Regions from separate parts of the Pan troglodytes genome. Here region 2 is linked to region 1. A link is a contact called in public Hi-C data. All regions are on one chromosome and are shown on one strand. Each heading gives the region's core, a stretch centred on a gene start, on an enhancer-like site or on the middle of the called end of the contact. The rest is flanking DNA. Distances are from core to core; before and after follow the strand shown.

Evidence for each region. A called contact is a pair of places that touch in the nucleus more often than the background predicts.
Region 2: a contact with region 1 is called in a Hi-C map of induced pluripotent stem cells, with 2.2 times the contacts expected there. The contact joins two enhancer-like sites. A contact is called at or near these places in 2 of 7 Hi-C or Micro-C datasets (induced pluripotent stem cells and stem cell-derived neural progenitor cells).

The regions. Positions count from the first base shown.
Region 1 is chr5:92,228,260-92,232,734 of NHGRI_mPanTro3-v2.0_pri, forward strand. The region is part of intron 8 of BCKDHB (branched chain keto acid dehydrogenase E1 subunit beta); the gene reads left to right. Among named protein-coding and RNA genes, the nearest start is that of BCKDHB, 110 kb to the left of the region's middle. Within about 2 kb of position 1,637, at least 2 of the 24 cell types and tissues checked have an H3K27ac peak or open chromatin away from gene starts, as enhancers often do. A contact at or near this core is called in induced pluripotent stem cells, where this site is marked.
Region 2 is chr5:92,348,201-92,352,851 of NHGRI_mPanTro3-v2.0_pri, forward strand. The region is part of intron 10 of BCKDHB (branched chain keto acid dehydrogenase E1 subunit beta); the gene reads left to right. Among named protein-coding and RNA genes, the nearest start is that of BCKDHB, 230 kb to the left of the region's middle. Within about 2 kb of position 2,366, at least 6 of the 24 cell types and tissues checked have an H3K27ac peak or open chromatin away from gene starts, as enhancers often do. A contact at or near this core is called in induced pluripotent stem cells, where this site is marked.

The sequences.
Region 1 (4,475 bases), core at 387-2,886:
CAATATTTATTCATGATTAAAATTTCATAGCAACCTAGAAATGGAAGGTAATTATCTTACTCTGGTGAAGATTAGTTGCAAAATGCCTGCAGCAAAAATTATAATTCCTAGTGAAATTTTGACAGCTTTCCTCTTGATATTAGGACTGTCTAGGGAAAAATTTCGTGATACATATGTCAGAACTTTACCCAGAAAATCACAGAATATTATTTAGGAAAATTAAAGGCCCATAAACTGAAGCATATAGCATGTTAGTGGATTGTAAGGCCAAGAAGAGCCAGAGCAATCTTGAAGAAGAACAAAACTGGAAGACTTAATTATCAAATGTTGAGATGTGTTATTAGTGCTGTAGTAATTATAACATTATATAGGTATAAAAATACACAAATAGACCAATGGAATAAAATAAGAGTTTAGAAACAGACCTGCTGGTTATCTGATTCAGGACAAAGGTGACTTTGCAATTTTGAGAGGAAGAGGTAGTTTTCTCAATAGAGGATGTTGATTCATTTGGGTACTATGAAAAATAATTATATTAACTCTTACCACACAAGCATCAGTTACAGCTGAGTTGCAGATCTAATTGTGAAAGGAAAAAATAATGCTCTTGGGAGAAAGCATAGGTGAATATGTTCATGTGATCTTGTGCACTAATAAAACACTAACGTTAAAAAAGGGCTGATAACATTGTGCTTCATTACATTTAAGAAAATTTGTTCATCAAAAGGGTGCCAATAAGAGAGTAAATAGGTAATCTACAGATTTGGAGAAACTCAAGGAAACTTATATCTGGAAATATAAAGTACTTATACAATCAAAAAGAAAAGACCAATATCCAATAGAAATATGGGTAACAGTATGAAAAGGTACACCAAGTGTTGGCAAGAATGTGGAGCAATTCAACTCTCATAGACTATTGTTGGTAACATAAATTTGTACAACCATTTTGGAAAATTGTTTGGCAGTATCTACCTGAACCCTATAACCTAGCAATTCCAATCCTGTATGTGTATATATGAAGAAATATACAAAAAAAAAAACCAGAAGCATTCATAGGAACATTACTTCTAGTAGCCCCACACTGTAAACTGCCAAAGTACTCATCAACTAGAGAATGGATCAATAATAAGTAAGTATAATATTGTTCAGCGATGAGAATAAATGAACTAAAAATGTAATGGAATAATGTGTATTCATCTCATAAACACAAAGAAGCCGGACTCAAGTAAGTACATACTGAATGATTTATTTTATATAGAGGTAAAAAATAGACAAAACTAATTGATGATGTTAGAAGTCAGGCTAGTGATTATCATGAGAGTGGTTAATAATTGGAAGAGTGTGTAAGGGCTATGAGTTGCTGGTAACAGTTTCTTGTTCTGAGTGCTGATTATTCAGGTTAAATTTTTGAAAACTGAGCAGAACACTCATTTGGTGCACCTTTTTTGTATATATGTTAAACTTGAACAAAAATTTTTAAAAAAGAAATAAAAAGAAGCACTATCTTCTGTTTAATTCATTTCCTTTACTTCACATTGTAGTGATGATCCCTTTTATGGACTCAGGGAGAGCCTTGGTGTCCTTAGCCAGGAAGAGTTTCCTTTTATCATGCAGCTCTGTCCACACCCTTCGTTCAGTTTCTCCCTGCAACTCAGCTCAGCTGTCATGCTGATGTGAAACAGGAGCTCATAAGTAGGGCTGTTCTCTCTCAAGCCTTCCCAGGAGTAAGAACAGTGGTTAAGGTTATGGACTTTAATGGACTTTCCTGCTGACATGCAGACCACATTCAAAATGAGTTAAAAAGTGAGCTGCAGTGTTAACAAAGCAGTGGCCAGGCCGAATAGCTGTTGAGGTGCTGTCAAGCTTGAAAGGAAGATTTTTCTTAAATAAGGAGAAATTCAGAGAAGCTGCCTTCAAAAATAAGAACTTGATTTTGGCAGGAGAATAAACAAAAGGCTTTGAAAGAAACTCAGATTCTCAAGCATCGTTGTCATTTAACCTAGAATCAACTACATAACAACACTGCAAAAAAAGAACTGAAGCACAATCATTTACAAGGTCTAGGTGATTTTCACATATCTATAGAGAAGAAAAAACTGACACTTATAATTCTGACATGTTTAAACTTTACCTGAAGATTAAATTATGCTAATTATTAAAATGTATAAGAATTTGCCTTTATACCGTACAGTCTTTTTAATTTATCTTTTTCTGGTGTGTCCTGCCTCCCAGATTAAATTCCAAAGCATATCCTGCTGGCTTTGCCTACATAATATGTCCAAAATCTGACCACTGCTTGATCCTGCTCTAGACTACTAGCATTTCTCTCCTGGGTTTTGGCCATAGCCACCTAACAACTGTCTTGCGCTTCTGACCTTTCCTTGCCATAGGCAGAGTTGATACTTTTAATCTGAGTCATATCATGTTCCTTCTAGTTTCAAAAGGCCTCAGTGATTTCCCATTGAGAGAGAAGTCAAATTCCTTACCATGGCCTACAAGAATTTACCTGATTTCATCGCTTTCCACCTCCTACCACCCATCCACCCTTTAGAAAATGTTCTTTCTCCAGCAAGCCCCTTCATTCACTCTGTTATTCTATCAGGGGAACCTGCCCCCAATATTTCAACATAGATTCTTTCTATTTTCCATAAATGTTGGCCGGCTGAGAAATGAAGAGAAAGAGTACAAAGAGAGGACTTTTACAGCTGGGCAGCCGGGGGTGAGATCACATATCAGTAGGACTGTGATGCCCACCTGAGCCTCAAATCAGCAAGTTTTTTATTTATTAAGGGTTTCAAAAGGGGAAGGGGTGTAAAACAGGGAGTAGATACAAAGATCACATGCTTCAAAAGGCAAAAAGCAGAACTACTAATAAGGGTCTAACAAAGAGCACATGCTTCTGAGGGAACAGGACAAAGGGAAAAAGCAGAACCACTGACAAGGGTCCAACAAAGATCACAAGGCAAAGGGCAAAAGCAGAACTACTGATAAGGGTCCAACAAAGATCACAAGGCAAAGGGCAAAAGCAGAACTACTGATAAGGGTCTATGTTCAGCAGTGCACCTGTTGTCTTGATAAGCATCTTAAACAACAGAAAACAGGGTTCAAGAGCAGAGAACCGGTCTGACCACAAATTTACCAGGGCGGAGTTTTTCCCCACCCTGATAAGCCTGAGGGTACTGCAGGAGACCAGGGCGTATCTCAGTCCTTATCTCAACTGCATAAGACAGACATTCCCAGAGTGGCTGTTTTAGACCTTCCCCCAGGAATGCATTCCTTTCCCAGGGTATTAATATTAATATTCCTTAAAAGAATTTAGCGATATCTCTCCTACTTGCATGTCCATTTATAGGCTCTCTGCAAGAAGAAAAATGTGACTCTTTTTGCCCGACCCCGCAGGTGGTCAGACCTTATGGTTGTCTTCCCTTGTTCCCTAAAAATTGCTGTTATTCTGTTCCTTTTCTGGTGCCCTGATTTCATATTGTTCAAACACACATGTTTTACAATCAATTTATACAGTTAACACAATTATCAGAGTGGTCCTGAGGTGACATATATCCTCAGTTTACGAAGATAACAGGATTAAGAGATTAAAGTAAAGACACGCGTAAGAAATTATAAAAGTATTATTTGGGAACTGATAAATGTCCATGAAATCTTCACAATTTATGTTCCTGTGCCACAGCTCCAGCTGGCCCCTCCATTCGGGGTCCCTGACTTCCTGCAACATCATTCTGTTAGGCACTACTCAAATACCATTAAGGCCTTCCTTGACCAGCTTATTTGATACTGAATCCTATCAAGACTTCCTTTCACCTTTTCCTTCTTTCCTCTTCTCTGTAGTGATTAGCATGAGCTAAAATGTTACGTACTCTTGTTATTTACATTGTTGATCTTTCTTCCAAGTACTGTGACAGCAGAAATTTTTGTCTTTTGGTTCAAAAATTCCCAGTACCTGCAACAATGACTGTGATAGGATTGGTGCTCAATAAATACTTGCTGAAAAGTAATAAATGTTAGCAAGAGAGAGTTTAACAATGCTATGAAAACTGTTGTAATATTAAAATGTTTTCAATTTGGTGCTTCTTCTTGGTGCTCATAAAAAAGTTTAAAAAGTAACTTTAGAACAGTATTCTATGAATAAATACATTAGTTTATTCTAAATTGAAATATTTATTTAAAAGTTTTAAGTTTTGCTTTGACCTTGCATTTGACTTTTCTTAATGGTTGTCTATGTTTCATAATGGCATATAGAAATTATTTATTTGAATTCTTATTAGAATAGGAACAATTTATCTACTTTGAAAGGCAAAGTGAAATTGACTGTACAGTAAACTTCAGTTATTCTTAATTTCTAAGAAATGAGTTTTATGGATAATTACATTTTCTGAATAGATGGGAGTTACTATTTGTATAGCAGCTTTTAAAACTGGGTCTGTCCTGAATTTTGTAGCCATCACAGCCACTGTGCACTG
Region 2 (4,651 bases), core at 1,116-3,615, 120 kb after region 1:
TTTTCATGAAATTACAAAAACATAGGATCTGCTCATATTGATAGTGTGTTTGACTTACCACTCACTGTATTGTGTCTCACTTAGATTACCAGCAAAAATATTACTCACATCTAATGATATTTCTGGGTATCCTATAAATGAACCCTGAGAGGTTACCTGGAGAGTCTTGTAATGCTCCCTAGCTACTCCTGTATATATTCTATAAAATATAGCCATGTAAAGTATGAAGACAATCTGTTACTGTCTTCCTGCCAGGGCTGGTCAACTGGCCATCAGACACTGTGGTTGCATCTGGTTGTCCCCTTCTTCCTACTGCTCCATTGTCCCCCTTTGGGTGTCTCCCCCTCCTCCCTGGGCTGGTGCTGCCCTTTCATAGGCCTTCTCTCAATAACTGGGTCTCACCAGGCTCCTTTCTGCATTCCTAGCTTTGTACTTGTTGTGTGACCTGGCAGGAGTGCTTCTCCTGGGTTCTTTGCAGATCTGGTTTCTCCTTCTCAAATGACACCACCTTAGAAAGCCCTTTCCTGAGCATACTGTGCAACTCAGAGCTCCCTGTTAGTCTCTATCACAGACCCCGTACTTACTTCCTTTTTAGCACTCCTCAAACACCTTCCCCCCACTAAAACATAAAACTCTATGAGGATAGGGACATTGTGGACACTCACATATTAATAAGTGATTGAAACATGAATGCATTTTAAAAAAGATCAGTACCAACATCCTAAAGGCTCCTGGAGAAGGGCATTTGAGCTGACTTTGAAAAGTAGAATGTGAAGATAGCCGGGTGTAGGAAAACAAGAGTTTGAGAAGAGAGAGGCTTGTGTCAAGGTGATTTTATAAAAAAAAAAAAAGCTTTGGTATGAAGGCAGGCATGTGCATGTCTTTACTGGGCTTTGTGGAGAAAATAGAGATAAAGAATAAACTTTGGGGAACCAGGAAAACCTTTTATCTAGGAAAGGGACATGATCAAAATGGCACCAGTGTGGCATCTAGTGGATGAGTTGAAGGTTCAGGAATTGCTAAGAAGTAAAAGCATCCACACCCTACTTCCTGTCTTTGCTGACATATATATATATTTGGCCTCATCAGTAACAAAGCTCATTAATACTCCAGGATGAAACAGAATAGAAATACAAACTGGAATTGTTTGTTTAATCTATATTTATGCATTCACAAATATTTACTGATGCCTGCTCCATGTCAGTCATTGTACCTCTGATCCATTTGGGCTTGTAAATCTGTGTATGTGATACTTGGCGATGTTTTTGCATACCTAAAATGAGACACCATTTAAGAGATTTAGCTGTTGATACTCGAACCAGTGAAGACAAAGCTGGCAAATATCTCCCTAAATAGGAAGGATATGTATTTAATTTGGAAAATGTCAATTTATTTGTTACCCTACACAGTAAGAATTAGATATCTAGAAACAACTACAGGTATGAAATATAACTGTTGAAATGTGTGCTTCTTTTAAGAAACTCCAAGAGCAACATGGAAGCATGTGTTGTTTTCTTGTCAGTTTTCCTTCTCATATGCCATTTGCTCCTGAAATACCCAATTTTTTTTCTGCCCAGACCTACACACCCAACCCACTTTAGCTGTACCATCCTTAGATTACTATGTCACAAATTTTACCTTGTTTTGAAACTGAAGTACAATGGCTGATTTTGCTATTTTTGCATTTATTTGCAAAGCTGAATTCTAGTAATTACCAGCAAAGATAATCGTTTTGCACAAAAAGAGGTATATTTCTATCTTGAAACTAGGTTATATTGTTAATGCCACAGAAAAGGAAATGGCTTTTTCAGAATATTAGCGTTTGTAGCTCTTGCTTATTGATAGGGAAAAGTTAGTTGCCATAGTGATCTAACAGCCTCTGGAGGGAATGCAGTCATGGCCTTAAGCATCCGGCAACCCACCCGGTTGAGAGAGCCCCTCTGAAAAGGATTTCCTTCCATGGAAATTGAGTTTCCAAAATAAAAAGAGTTTATTTTAGCTTAGATTTGCTTATAGGTTTGTTTTGCACTTTTACCTACTGGAATTAAAGGAAAAACATTTATAATAAAGACAGCATATATTTCTTCAGGGATGACATTAAATAATAGATTTTTGTGTTAACCATTCCATAAATGTGTTCTCAGACACACAAAATGACCTTTATACTTTTATTCTTGTGAGCTATGGAGCTTAAAAGCAAACCACTTCAACCAGATGTTGATCCAATAAATTTATCAATATTTGGGGTTTTTAGAGTTTCAGTATATATTCTTAGGTGGAGGGAACTTTCATGGCCCGTCAAAATCTGCTCAAGCTGTGCTGGGTGAAACAGCACTCATCTATAATACTCATGTAACATGAGCCAATCTGCAGTCGGTTGTTCTGAATTCTACATCACTCACAGCACAGGTTGATGTGTGAACACTGTATTTACAGGACCAAAACTCAACATTTGCTCTGCAGCTGTGTTTAACCGTTATCAGTTTGGCACACAGCATGACTGCTTTGGAGGGAGAATAGACACTTCTCATCCCTTTTGGCATTTATGAAGTAACCAAAGTACCTACTGCTGAAGTGATTCACTTGAGCTTAATTAGATTTGCTACATAATTAGCATTTGAAGAAACCTAAAGAAAATCCTTGGGGGTTGGTTATTTGTTATGTCAATTGTAAGCATGCTCATTTGGGGGGGACTAGGAATTGAAAATGATGAAATTTAATGCACCGTAAACCCAGATGTATTATATGCATATGTAATTTTTTAAAGAGTTTTTAAAAGCTATGCTTCGCAGGGATGACTGAAATGCTTGTCTCAGACAACTGAGACCTGTGCAAGGGGACTGATCCATCTGCATGTGCCCATGTCTGCTTGATGGCGCTTATGTGTGTACAACTAGCTTTACACCTCTCATGAGAGCCCACAGCTCTTTAATAAACACCCCAGTGCCAGCCGTGAGGGCTGTGCCAATAACCACCACTTGAAGCTGGAGAGTGCAGTCTGAGACAGTGAGATCCTATACTGCACTTGTATTTACATTTTAAGGTTAATTTAATTGCAATGGCTTGTTCTGGTATGTGTTGCTTTAATTGCAAAGAAAAAAATGAATTTAATTTTATACTCGAGACATTTCTTTAAATACTCCTGAAGTTTGTTCTTTAGTATTAGAGTTCTACAAAGTGAATTAACTGTGGAGAATAGCTGTAAAATACTGAGAGGAGAGGTTAAATTTTATATTCCAGTTTAAGTTAAGGCTAGGATAAAACTTGTAAACTATGTTTATGTAAAATATTTTCTAATCTGTCAAAAAGTTGTCACATTTTAATCAAATTACTTAGTTACCTAAATTTGTCTAGCCATAAATAAGGAAATAAATGAGAGGGAACAAGTTTAATTTATTGATGAAGCACTCTGATGATTTTTTTTACCCTTATAGTGAAAAAAAAAAAAAAAAACCTTCAAACTTACATCCTACCATAGGTTCACCATCAAATCTCAAGTCAGAATCAGGTTCAAATCAGAATTCAAAACCAGTTTTAGAACTCAAGTGGCAGCTCATGCCCTGCATGCAGGCAAACGGCTAGGAATTAATCAGAAAGTTCCACCCGTGTCCATCCTTCCTCTTATTTGCTCATCTTCCCAGCAAGCACTAAAAAGAAAAAAAAAAAAAATTACAAATTCGTACAGAACCTACTGTAACTCTGATTAAAGAGATCCTGTATTCCCCAATGACCGACCCCCTGGCTCCCCCAAAAAGGAATTAAACGGCTAAGCTTTTTATAAATGTTTTTAAAATCCTTATTGGACTTGACATAAACATGCAGATAATTCTACTAGTTTCTTTTTCATAGGTACAATAATAGCACTAAGTACAGAATTCCCCTTGTATCCAAGCAAGACTTTTACGAAAACTTAAATCTGAAGTCTTATGCAGTGCACCTAAAATTAACCAGGAGACTTGGTGCATATACCAACAAATGTTGTACACCTGTGTGATAGTGGTCACCTCACTTAACCTCTCCCAGCTTCAGTTTCTTGTCTTTACTACTACATAAAGTTGTTGAAAGGATTAAAGGAGACTATATAAATAGCTATTTTTATTTATAATTAAATAATATCTGTGTGGTTACTATTTAGTCTGGGTAACTAAATAGCTGGGTTTTTTTGTTCTTTGTACACATGCACATATTCCTTTTTTAAAACAGGCATATGAGCAAATACATTTTTTTCTATATGCCTCCATGTTGTTTCTCTGGATTTCCGCCAGGATGGGATGTGCCAATTATGCACGGAATTGTTTGCGTGTCCATGGGTGCTTATATAAGTCATTATCTTTGGTGTATGACAAATACACAAACTCCTGTATCTCTAGTAGCCTGTAATTCCTAATTGAGGGACATGATTGAATTTATGTAGTTTAGCCCCAAGTAAGTAGATAAAAATTATTAAGTAAATGCCCTGGTTCATCTAAACAAAATATGTGACTAATAGCTTTTTATATGAACTATATACATTTAGTTTACCTGTTTATTAATAAATAGTATCTCTGAGCATTTTTAATTTTATATTTTATACTTAACTATGAAAGTATCCAGAACCAGATTCCAGTCACTAACTACCTCTTCATTAATGGATCAATGGTTTTATCAGATT